Regions from separate parts of the Mus musculus genome. Here region 1 is linked to region 2. A link is a contact called in public promoter capture Hi-C data. All regions are on one chromosome and are shown on one strand. Each heading gives the region's core, a stretch centred on a gene start, on an enhancer-like site or on the middle of the called end of the contact. The rest is flanking DNA. Distances are from core to core; before and after follow the strand shown.

What was found. Promoter capture Hi-C pulls out the DNA fragments that hold promoters and counts their contacts.
Region 1: a promoter capture Hi-C map of second pharyngeal arch cranial neural crest shows a contact between it and region 2. The contact joins the promoter of Tcaf1 here to the promoter of Trpv6 in region 2. A contact is called at or near these places in 6 of 39 promoter capture datasets (cranial neural crest, frontonasal cranial neural crest, hippocampal neurons and 2 more).

What each region holds. Positions count from the first base shown.
Region 1 is chr6:42,708,556-42,714,928 of GRCm38.p6, forward strand. It overlaps Tcaf1 (TRPM8 channel-associated factor 1), which reads right to left and starts at 1,560. Exons shown (of 9, transcript NM_001355769.1): 1 at 1,404-1,560.
Region 2 is chr6:41,633,429-41,640,071 of GRCm38.p6, forward strand. Trpv6 (transient receptor potential cation channel, subfamily V, member 6) reads right to left here and starts at 2,977. Exons shown (of 15, transcript NM_022413.4): 1 at 2,555-2,977. The coding sequence starts at 2,802.

The DNA.
Region 1 (6,373 bases), core at 310-2,809, 1.1 Mb after region 2:
TTTACTACAGTGTGTGAGAACCTCCAGAGACTCCAGTCTAGATCCACAGAAACTGGCAGGTGGTAAAGAAATATTAGAAGTGGCTTTGTAGTTGTTTATTATTGATCTTATACTGTTATGTGTTGGGATAGCTTGTCACATTAAAAAAAATGAATACATTTCCCCAAGTGAGAAACCTAAATGCTCAATGGTAGAATAACTATAGGGTATTAAACCAATTAGAAATAAAAATGAAGGAAGTATAAGCAAGGATTAATCCTAGAGCTATAAGAATATACAGGATAATATTCATGAATGAAAGCATGACAAAATCATAAAGCAACCCATGTATGTTTTACACATAAGAGTAGAACTATGAAAACGGCGTAGTTGAAAGGAAAATCGCGAAGGATGCCAAGTCTCAGGCAGGGAAGGGCAGAAATGAGACCCTCCATTATGGTATTCAAGCCTTATTTTTTTACTTACAAGACGGCCAAGCGTTTATTTCACTATCTTGTAGATTAGACCACTTTGGAATGATAAGCATTCATTTTATTCTTAAGTCTTTAAAGCAACGCAAAACAGAGTGAAGAGCTAGCTGAAACGCAATCACTTTGCAAATCCTTTGGAGAATGGACAAATGGTTAGCGGGTCAGCCCATAGACAAGAGACATTGGTTCATCTCTTTAAGAGATTCTTCCTCCACGTTTCCACGATTGTCTAATTGGCAAGATCCTTTTTCCCCCTCTTCCATTTTTGTCCTTCATTTCAGGTTGGGCCAACCCAGAAGGCCTGCGGGGGGTGGGGGGTTGTGTATCTGCCAACTGGATAATCTAAGCCCCTGCTGCTGCAGGCCGAAGGCGGTCCAGACCTGCGTTCTCCAGAAGCCCCACACCCATTTCAGCAGCACCCTGCCCACATCCTCCCACCCACCTCTCAGAGCAAATATACTCCAGGCCCCTGGGTGCTTAAAGGACATGGAGAGGACTTTTACCTGGGGGCGGGTAAAGGAGGCTAAGCAGGGACTGTGGCCCTTAAAGAATTCTGTGTGGAGTCTCCTTCCGCAACCTCTGAGGTTCCTTTCATCAAATCCCAAAGGCTCCCTGCTGAACACAAACCACTCAATAAGGAAATGGGAAACGGCTGGGAGGGGGTTCCTGGCTGGCGAAGGGATAACAATGCAGGAAGACTGAAGGAGATATCTAAAGCAGCGGAAAGCTCAGAAAGAGACAGAGAGGAAGGTCTCAATGTGGAATGCATCAGCCACCTCCGCACGCCCGAGTTGCCCACACCAGCCCCCCACGCAGCCCCAGGCACTCGCCACCTCCTGCCCCCTTCCCCGCGAAGCACCCCACCCTTCTGGCAGTGGCCTTTGTCATCGCAGGCCTCTCCTGGTGCAGACCCTATCGCGGAGCCAGACTCACTCTGCGTCGCTGTTCCCTGAAGTGCTGATTCGGAGGCACAACAGCAAAGGAGGAAGCTACCCAAGGGGAAGAAGCTTCAGGCCTGCAAGGGAATAGGCGGTGGACCAGTGGATGGGGGACGTGGAAAGTCACTGGCAGAGAAGGGGGAGCAAGCAATGGGCCGTCCTGAGAACTGATTGGCTACACGGGGATGTGGGCGGTGCTCCGCTCTCTGCCCCCAGACCTTAGAGGCTCTCCTTTATGTCAATTTCTGCTCCAAGGCTTGGATGTGCAGCTGGCCAATTTCTAAAACACATACATACATACATACATACATACATACATACATACATACATACATACAGCTTAACACTGTGAACAAATAAGACATTGATAAAACAAGAGAGCTTTTATCAGAAATTATACACAATTATATTAAGAGAAGAATTAAAGCTATGGGTCCTATATTAAATTTAATGAAAAAGTCAAGTTTTGGTAGAAGAGAGTGTGTCTACACTTTGTTATATCCCAAACATCTGGAGTTTGAAGCTGTTGCATCTTCCTTAGTTTCATAAACTGGAAGTATGAGTGAATAGTGGCGGCTACAACAAATTGCCAGACAAGGAGGTGAATTAAGCCACACCCTTCCGACATCTTACAGTTCTGTACATCAGAAGCCTGGCACAGGTTCCACTGGGTAAAGCTGGGAAAATCAATGGGAGGATTTGCTTTCCTCCCTTCTCCAGATTCCAGAGTAGGCCTCAAATGATCTGACTTTGCCTGCTCAGGGACTTGCCCTGTCTGCAGAGGCAGTGGCCTCATCACTCCACCCTATACTTCTGCTATGGCATCTTCTCAGCTTTCTGATGCCCTCAGTTCCTTAGGGGACCCTGGTATCCATTCCAGTGGTTCTATCCAAATGACTTCTCAGCTCAGGGTCAGGTAACTAGCAAGCCTAATTCCATCCAGATCACAACTTCTTGGTCCTGTAACATTGCATCCTAACATGCTCTAGAATGATATATGGTTTCTATGGGGTCGTGTGTCTTCCCCCGAAGGTATGTTAGGATGTTTTTGCCCTGTTCTGTGATACTTGTCTCTATCAGGGTTAAAATAGGACTCTACGACTACATGTGACAAAGATCGTGCAAATGTCTGCTTTAACCTGAAAGAGGGCAGGTAATTCCAGACATGGGTGATTGCATCGTACTGTCACATTGATTGAGTTCACTCTGTTGTAACTAGGACATCCTCTTTGTAATGTGGGTCCCTTCATCACTGACCTTCAGCTCAGCTCACTGGTACCTAACTCAAAATCAAATCATTCTCTGGGGGTCTTTGCACAGCTCCATCGACATCTAGCCCATATGCTCATCCTTCTTCCGACTTACATGTTACTTACATGTTCTTTGCCAAGTAGTGCTGGGTCCTGGAGCAAAAGATAAAAGAGGGGAGCCAGTACCAGGCTCCCAGCATATTTCTGACAGCCTCTGAGAATTTGAGGAGACCTTTCTCACACATTGTCACAGTGTGCTTCAGTTGTAACATGACTGACGGGTAGCCTGATCCTGTTCTACCCCAATTCTAGCGGGCCTTTCTTTTTTGACCTCTTTTTTGAGGCCACGTCTCTCATTCCATTCAGTCCTCTTTTCTCCCCTGCATTGTTAAGTTTCCTCCCTGAGATAGTGCAGTTCCATAGGCAGAATGTGTAGTGGGAAGATCATATCAACAGAACACTTGCCTTGGTCTCCAAGAACCACTTATTACCACTTCAAATTCTGCTACTTTAAGAATTGGAACACACTGTGATAATGTGTGAGAAAAGTCCTCAAGAATTCCCAGGCCCTCCTCTTCCCTCTTTTTCTCCAGAGGCCTGCACTTCTTAGAAAAGAGCATGTAACACTCAGAAGAAGAGCAGAAGCAGGAGCTGGGAGAGGATGAGTTGTAACAAGGACCTCAGCGGCGAAGGGCAATATAACCTGTGCTTTCTCCATACTGAGTGGGAAGGAGCTCTGTGCACTGACAATGTATCTGTGCAACCCCCAAGATGCTGAAAATGGGGTGGAGGAAGGGATGGAGGGAGGGAGGGGGTGGCTTTCCAGTGATCTGTAGGCTAGGGAGAAGAGGATCTAGGTCAGTCTGTTTGCCACACAAGCATGAGGGGCTGGGTTTGAGCCCAAGTAAAAGGCTGGGTGTAGTGACATAGGCTTGTAATCTGCAATCCCAGTGCTAAGGAGGCAGGGACTGAATTCCTGTGGGTTAATTGACAATCAACCTAATCTACTTAGTGAGCTTTGAGCCACTGTCTAAAAACAAAACAACAACAACAACAACAACAACAACAAAGCTAAGATAGATGGCTCCTGAAAATGTATACCCAAGTTACCCTTTGGCCTCCACCAACACACACACACACACACACACAGACACACACAGACACACACAGACACACACAGACACACACAGACACACACACACATACACACACACATGCAAGCACCTACGTTTCATTGTCATCCTCTATTTCTATCTGTACAAACCCTTTCTGCTGCCTGTATTTTGGAGTCCCTTTGTCCACAGAGGGACAACCCAAACTAAAAATGGTCCTTTACCCTCTGTGTATGTGAGGAGAGGCCTACAAGCATGCATTCTGCTGGTTGTCTCCTTTGAGAGAAGGAGGCTTTGTCAAGAGAGCAATGCAATTGTTTTGACAGGTGAGATCCAGCTCAGCGGCAAGGGGCCCTGGTCTACGGAAAACAGTTGGTAAACTGCAAACACCTATCTCCACAGCTCCTCTCACTCAATTCTGAACCACAGACACACCAGACTCCTGCAGCTCTCACTGTGGTGGCCATATAAATTAGTGTCTGACCTTTGAAGGCATTTGGGTTTGTAATCCCACATCTATTGGTTCACTGCATGATGCACCCCTCTATGGGTAAAGGGCAATCCCCAGCAATGTGGCAACTTGAGTTGAGAAAGGGACATAGAATTGCAAAACCTTTGGAAGGTCTCCAAAGGACAAGCGTGTGCACACACACACATGCACACACACAGGACCCATATATACATGTCTACATATGTGACTCTATATTGTATAACGACGAAAATCTGAAAGACTCCTCCATCCTCATTTTAGGATACTCCTTTGAAATCATAGCTATCAAATTCTTCTGAATTTCTATTAATTTGAAAATTGAATATATATTTCAATTAAAACTGTTATTTAAAATCAACTTTAAGAGCAACTTTTCTAGGAGTTTTGGGATATTTAAGCTTCCAAATTGGATTTTAATAATAATAATAAAAAAGACTTGTCTATTGTACTGGCTAGTTTTGTGTCAACTTGACACAGCTGGAGTTATGTTATCACAGAGAAAGGAGCTTCAGTTGAGGAAATGCCTCCATGAGATCCAACTGTAAGGCATCTTCTCAATTAGTGATCAAGGGGGGAAGGCCCCTTGTGGGTGGGACCATCTCTGGGCTGGTAGTCTTGGTTCTATAAGAGAGCAGGCTGAGCAAGCCAGGGGAAGCAAGCCAGTAAGGAACATCCTTCCATGGCCTCTGCATCAGCTCCTGCTTCCTGACCTGCTTGAGTTCCAGTCCTGAACTTCCTTGGTGATGAACAGCAGTATGGAAGTGTAAGCTAAATAAACCCTTTCCTCCCCAACTGCTTCTTGGTCATGATGTTTGTGCAGGAATAGAAACTCTGACTAAGACATCTATGTTATTGTCTTTGTGAATAATTCAACTAGAAAGACAAGGTAATAAAGGCCAGCCTTTCTCCCTAATTTCACATAAGAGCAGGAACAGTGACCCTTGCTCCCCATTACATGACAATGTGATGTACCTAGAAGACAGACTGTTCCAGGGAGTCACAGAGTCAATGGCCTGCAGTTGCTTCGTGAAGCATTGATTATGAGATTCAGTCTAGTAATAGATGCTTTTGAATGCAGAGAAAGTCAACTGTATTTTATTAGAGAGGACAAAGGATTATGTGAAACGGTTCCTGATAGAAGCCACCATTGCTGTTAAAAATCATCCAAATTGTAGCTCAGTTTAAAGAGCAGAGAATACTTGCACCTAAGCATTTGAGATCGATTTGTTTAAATGGTGTTCCAGTCCCCTCTGAGTATTAAGGAAATTCCTTTTCATAAGTAATACAGACCAACAAAATGCCTACCACTGTTATATTACCAATATCAAATTTTCAGATCCAATTTGAGGTTAGCCAGTTGTCCCCAAAATTGCATTTATGACTGCAGGGCATGAGACATTTGAATCTTCAGTCTTCAGTCATTTCTTGGCTTTGATAGCTTTGACATTTTTGAAGATTCTACATATCCACAGTGAAGGATCATTACTTATTATATTAGAAGTGAGACTTCCTCTTCATTGTGAGAACAGGAGTTATATGATGAGATGCATCTTCAGAGACATGATGGGGTGGGTGGGAGGGATTGCTACTCTGGGTGGATGTGTTTCTGATTACAGGAAGTTTACAGGACTTTTAATGTAAAGGGAATTCACAGAGCAGTGCTGTTTTGTTTGTTTGTTTGTTTGTTTGTTTTAATAAAAGTGCTTAGCATTCTATTGGCTTCCTTAAATTATTCTTTTTCAAAATATTAAGTTCTGTCTGAGGTACTGAATCTGGCAAAGTTTCCTCTTGGAAACACTTTTTAATGCATGTTTAGAAGCTTCTATGTCTGTCTGCCTGTCAAAAATGATCAACAAGTGAATATTAGATAAAGTACACACAGAAAAGGAAAAGCAGGATACTGCCTATAGCGTGAAATATTAAAAAATGCAATCCACGCTATCTCTGGCAAGGAACCGGCAGGCCTTGTTCTTATCTCGTGGAGACTCTCTGACCCAGAGCTCGGAAATCTTTCCATCCAGCTCACTAAGTTCCCATGGCGGGTCACTGCCACACCACCCCCACATTTCCAAATTCCCGTGGCTGGCTGGGGTGCCCTGCCATCATACATTTA
Region 2 (6,643 bases), core at 1,727-4,226:
ACTAACTTTTGGATTTTTGGAGACAGGTTTTTACTATGTTATTTAGACTTGCCTTGAGGTTTTCAGTCTCCTGTTTCAGTATTCTAAGTACTGAGAGTACAGGCATGTACCACTTCTGTGACTTCAACCTGTGTACTTTAAACAATCTCTAGGTAGCCAATAATGCCTAATGGAATATACATGCTCTATCAGTTGCTATTGTACCATATTGTTTTGGAATGATGACAGAAAAAAAATGCTGTACATGTTACATATTGATGTAACTACCATGAACCTATCTATATAGCACATATAAGCAACAAAATAACTTTTTTGTCTTAGTATTTTCTCTATGAGCTTGATTTAATCTGAAGATATGTAGGGACAACATGCACTTTGGTACACTTTGCTCATCAGAACACAGGCTCCTTGAGAAGCAAGAACTATATCAGATTAATTTCCCACAAACCTAATGGAGTACGAGTTATGCTCAATCGATGTTTGATGCATTGGATATACAGAAATGAGAAATTCAGGCCAGAAGAAATAGCTTAGTAGAAATGCGAAAGAGGTGAGAATTCAGTTAATATGGGATTAAACTAGGGAGCTGCATAATTAAGACCCAAGAGAAGTATATCACAAGGAGAAAGGCTGACTTCCCTTTCCTCATCTTACAGAGTTCTTTAAAAAGCTTTGCCTTATTGAGAGACCATCCTCCATGAAATCCTATCCAGGCCTGTTCCTAGAATTTCTTTTTGGGCCCCGTCTCTTGAGCTCTAACTTGCTTTTGTGGGGATGACAGAATCTCCTTCCCTCCAAAGCCTATGTTTGACTTTATACTGGATAAACCAGGTGATGGTACTATCGAGGAGGAGATTCTTTCACAGTTCATGATGCTCATTTAAGTGTTCACCCCCGGCTTGTCTAATTTCTGCCATGTCTTCCTTGTATATAGCTGATCTCTCAGGCCAAGAAACTCCTAGTAAATTTCAGTTCCTTCTGGGAAGTACCATCCAAAGAAGGCCATTACCATAGACACCAACTGTCTGGGAAAAAGAGAGTTTAAGAAACTCTGGAAACAGATGTGTTGGGGTGGGGGTGGGGGCAGAATCCTGTTACTGATGGCAATAGGCCTTTCTAGCCTAATACTGCAGAGGAGGCCCATCAAAAGGAAGGAAGAAATGGATGCAGATTAGATGGGTGCCAACAGCATATGCTTAACCAGGCTGCCTGCCTGCTCAGGCCCAACTCCTTTACTTTGTTCTTCCTGCATATGAGATGTTGGAACCTCACCTGCCCCTTTCAAAGCCCATGGACTTTCTGCAGTCTGTGTCTGATGCCCCCAGCGACAGGGTCCTGAGAGTGGGAAGAGGAGAAGTGAAACCAATGAGGAATTATTCTCTAACAACAATGTTATTCTATTGTCCTAAGATGTCATCAGCCAGACATGTGCCCTACCCCCCACTCTCCCAGGCCTGGGGGGAGAGAGGTGGGTGGCTGCCATGAGAGACAGGAAAACCACAGCTCTAAGAAGGGGCACATCCCAGCAGGGAATGTTTAATCAAAAGCATAGGAAATCCCAGGCAGCCTTGAGGCCAGGCTAAGACAAGCCCTGCATTCAGAGATGGAGAAAAACCTGAAGACAAAAACTTTCTGCCTTTCCTCTGTGAATACACATGCTACCTGTCACTGAATTGCCTTGGAGGGAAGCCACAAAAGCAGGACTTCCTTTTAGCATGTCACCAAATGGATGTGGAACCCCAATGGCAATGTCAGAGAGAAGAGTGCTCACAGGTTGGGCCCAAGATCCAGTGGATCATCCATTTTCCTGCTCTCAAAGCCAACTCTAAGATGCCATGAGTCAGGAGTGGCTACCAAGTAAATAGAAGGAAGTCTACTTTTAGCAGATAGAATCAAAATAGGAGATTTTCTAAGGGCTTAAACTCCAGACTCTCTCCCAGTCCCCCTAGCCTGAAAGATAGCATGGTGAGCATCTTTGGCATTGAGCCCAGGAGTCCATGCCAACCCATGAATAGAGGGGGAAGACACTCCAGGCTGCAACCGAGCATTGTTGGTTCTTTAAACTCAAGTAGCTGAGACAGATGCACAGGAATGATATGTATTTTCATATTTTTTGCCATCTTTTCTTACCTCTTTATTTATTCAGTCACTCATTCATTTCCACATGCATGCTTCTATATAAAATGTGTTTCTGTTATAGTCTGCTGTAGGGGCATGGAGTAGAGATACATAAGATATTACGCTGCCACCATCACCTTTTGGGGAGATAGCTTACAAGGGGGTAGTGAGATGCCTGGCTACTGGGGAAGTACTCACAGGAATCCTGCAGAAATGAATGGTACCTTAAGGGAAACTAACAACTGTGCCCAGGCAACTTCCCACCTGACATTCTGGCCAGCTAGGCTCACAGGCTAAGGCTCAGGAGACGGTGCTAACAAGGGGCACAAACTGTCCAGACAGGGTGCTAAGAGAAGACTCAAGCAAGCCAGGAGGGGTGGGGTGTAAGCCCTGCTGCTGCAGAGGTAGAAGACGCAGAAGCAGATGGCAAACTTACCTCTTCTGCTGCAGCAGGTTCTGCTCGTCTCGGCTCTGAGCCCAGGACTCTTGTCTGTGGAACCATCTGCAGAACTTGTTCCATAGGCAGAGTATTAACCCCTTCTCCTTGGGCAGGGACCACCCCATGGGGTGGAAGGCTGGTTCCTTGGGGGGCTGAGGCTGATGCCAGACCCCAACTGGGCTCGACCCTGGGGCCACATTGGCACCCCCAAGAGCCGGCCTGTCCTCTCTCTGTAGAGGTCCCGTCTCCTGTCTTCTGTCTCCTACTTCACCTGTGGAGCTGCTGAGGCTTCCCGTGGCTGCCCCTAGGAGCCTGAAGAGGGCTCCTGCTTTGTTCCTCTTGGCCGGGCTGGAAATCTGCTGGGCTTGTGTCTCTGGAGCTCCTGTTGGGAGTGAGCAGGAGCTATGTGGGCACTCCCTCCCTCCTCCCAAATTACCTGAGATTTAAAGAGACAGGCCCCAAAGTCCTGCCTACTGAGACCATGCGTCAGCTGCAACTCTCTCCACCCTGGAACTCTTCCCCTGTTCTTAGGTCTTCAAAGAGATTAAAGAGCTGGCCCCTGGACTTTGGGATACCCAGTGACCTTTTTCTAGGAAGGCTGGGACAGGTCAGGCTCATTGCAGGATGGAGGAACTTCTGTCTGTTTTTACTGAAGGTCTGGGTTTTAAGTTCTCTTGACTCTCAGGGTTAAATGTCTCACCTGGCCCTGAACAAATATATAAATAGCAAAAATCTCACCCACTTTGAGTTAGCACTGGTTTCTGTAAAGTACCAGACACTACATGTAAGTATTTTAGGCATTATAAACCCAGTATAGTCTTTTCTCTTTGGCTGTGGGTGGTCTCCATTATCACCATTTAATGATGTAATATCCATCCCCAAGCTAGTGAGTCAGGGTATAAAATCTAGTGGTGGAAGATTGGGATTTTTCTAGGGGTAGGTGGGTTACCAAATAAGACACAGGTTGGTCCCAGTGAGGTGGCACCAACCTGTAATTCCAGCCCTGTATATGTAGATGCAGAAAATGGAAAGTTGGAGGGCAGCCTGTGCTACACAGGGAAACTTTGTCTGGAAATTAAAGCTATAAGAATGCCTAGATAATTTTTTTCAATAAATATAAATATTTTATATGCTCTAGAGCATTTTATCTAGCAACCTCCCCATAAAGACATTGGGTCATTGCCACTGGCACTAGGCGCAACAATTGAGTGTGTCTCCACAAACTCACGTGGAACCTATAAGGCAGTTACTATTCATATTTTGCCCATGGAGATAATAGAGGTTCCAAGTGCTAGAGCGAATCCTTGAGGTCTGAGAAGTGAGAAGTGAAACCCAAACTCACCTGGTGCTCTGTAGTCTGCCCTGTTTAGGCTTTTTCATGCACTCACGCTAATAGGCAAAATGATTTCTGCCAGAGTTAAGACTTCCACAGACAAAGTCACAGGCATCCTGGGTCGCAGCAGCAGGAGCAGCAGCAGCATTGAACTGCAGCAGGGGCCAACCTGCAGATAAATCTGGCTTATTTGCCTTATGTGGAAGAACCTCTGCCTCATTCAAAATTCTTCTGCCTCCCAGGGGGCTCAATTATCTGGGATGGCAGATGGCTGTTGAAGTCACAGGTGTCTGTATGTCACTCTCCAGCTTCAGCTTGTTGTTTTCTATGTCTGATTCAAAGATCAGGAAGGCTCAATATGTGTGTGTGTGTGTGTGTGTGTGTGTGTGTGTGTGTGTGATATGCCTGTGCTCTGGGTGCTATATTGTGTATACAACATGTGTTTGACATATGGTATGTATATTTTATATGCACCTTTGATCTGTTTGTGGTGCTTCTTGTATGCAAGCTTCGTGTTGACTATGATACTGTATGGGGGTCTTATGTATGTGTATGTAGGATATGCAATGTATATATTTTTTGTTTATTGGCATTGTATGTATTGCATGTTTAATGAATGATACATCCATGGAATATATGCTTTTCATGTAATGTACACGGTACATGAAATACGTGTTTATGTTTTATGCTTAATATGCATGTAATAATGGTATGTTGTATGTATGTGTTTAGTATCTAGGTGTGGTATGCATGATGTAGTATGTGTTTGCTTGGTGGGGTGTGCCATATGTATTGTGTGGGACTAAGTTTGCATGACCAAGCTCAAGCATATGTGTGGGGGGATTTCTTGGGAGCAAAAGTAAGGTAACTGTGTGGGTGGGGTATGGAAAGGCCACCTTCAAAAGGAAAGCTGCTTGTGTTCCTGCTCTTGGGCCTAAGGCCAGGCCATACAGCCCTGAGCAAACAATGCACTTCGATTAGCTGCCTTCCCCACCCACCTAGGGTCAGTGAGTTCGAGCTGGGTGGGGGGAAGGCTAGAATCCAAACCTTGAACCCAGGACCTTTGTGCCCATTAAGCCAAGTGTTTGTCTGACGCTGACCAACTCCACCTTCTCTGTTCTTTTCAGCTCTAGGAAAGGACCCCAGTTTAGTCACCAGCGGGTGAGTGGACAACACAGCCAGGCTTCTATCATGCTGTGGAATGAAATGATAGAAAGTCAGAAGGAAGAAGTAATTTTCTAATATCTTTCCTCTTTTTGCTTGGCTTCCTTCACTTGGCTTTGTTGTCAGACGGGTAGTGCTACAGATGGGACATTGACAATAGTATCAAAATGAGTAGAGGTACAATTGGGGTGACTTGACAGTCACAAATTTGGACATCAAAATTCTCTCTTTTTGTAGCCCACATCACATTCTTAGGGCAGAATGAGGCTGTAGACTATTGTCTTTATCCAAGGTCTGACACTGGCACCCCCATCAGGCCCTTCCAGTCCTGCAGTTGACAGGTATGTCCCCCTATACCTCCTGGACTTCTGGTTTTGAGGGGACAGAAAGCATCTGAAGATCACAGTAGCTTTGTCCCCATGCCACCACTGAGAGAGGAATTAGTTTGACCTCCTAGAGCCAAGAGATACTCTCATGTTGCATGCTATCTGTGTTTGAGTGAGGGGCACACACAGGCTATCACAGGGATTGGTCTGAAGTTGTGAGACTTGTAATCTCACTATTTCTAAATCCTGATGACAAGCCTGAGGAGACTTGTGACACCGAGCCTGCGATTTAGCATCCTCTACCATGGTCAGCAGACGACAAGTCTAGAACAGGCCAAGGCACTGCACAGGAGCAGTTCATTCTGTCTGTTTCTTTTTGCTTTGAACTTAACCTCCACTCCCATTATATGCTGGGGTGATGGGGAGGCATCAAAATATTAATGACCCCCTCTAGGGGTCACATGAAGTGGGGCTAGAGAGGTTAATGAGATTATATGTGTCTATCTGGGCTTCTGTGTGAGAATGGGCCTGAAATACCAGATTCTGCATTTGGTATGGTTGCTGAACCTAGGTACTGTGCATTCTGGAATAATTTGTTTTCCTGTAGGACCTGATGCATGCATCTTTCAATGCTTAGCAACTTCTGAACCTCTAGTCCCTAAGTGACAATAGTCTCCCTTGCCAACATCTTCAAGAAGCAAAATCAACTTTCATTGAAAGCCACTGATAGAGTATAAAGTATGTGTGTGCTTTATACTTGGCTAGTGGGTAGGCAAAAATTGCTTTGGATATATATATGATATGATATATATGTAGCATACAATGTGTGCTTCTGTGTATGTGTGTTGTATATGTCATAGTTTATGAAGTGTACATATAAGTTGAATGAAATGTATGTGGGGGTGGTACATACTATGTTTGGGTGTGGTGTGTACAGCAAGTAGAATTTGTAATACGTGCAGTGTATATACATGTGGGATATGCAGTATTATGTGCTATGTATGTATTTAACATATGCTTGCTAATATGTATATGTTGTACCTATGATGTATTGTTAGGGTATGTATGCATTTGGCATATGTTGTATGTATGTTTATTATATGTAGAATGTACATGTGTATGTGGTACATATATGTAGTTTTACTATTATGCAATCTATGTTTGTATGCCTTATATGTGTATGTGTTTGTTGAGTATGTATGTATTGTGTTATATGTATATGTAGTGGATAGTTTGTTCACATGTGTGTGTTGCACATGTATG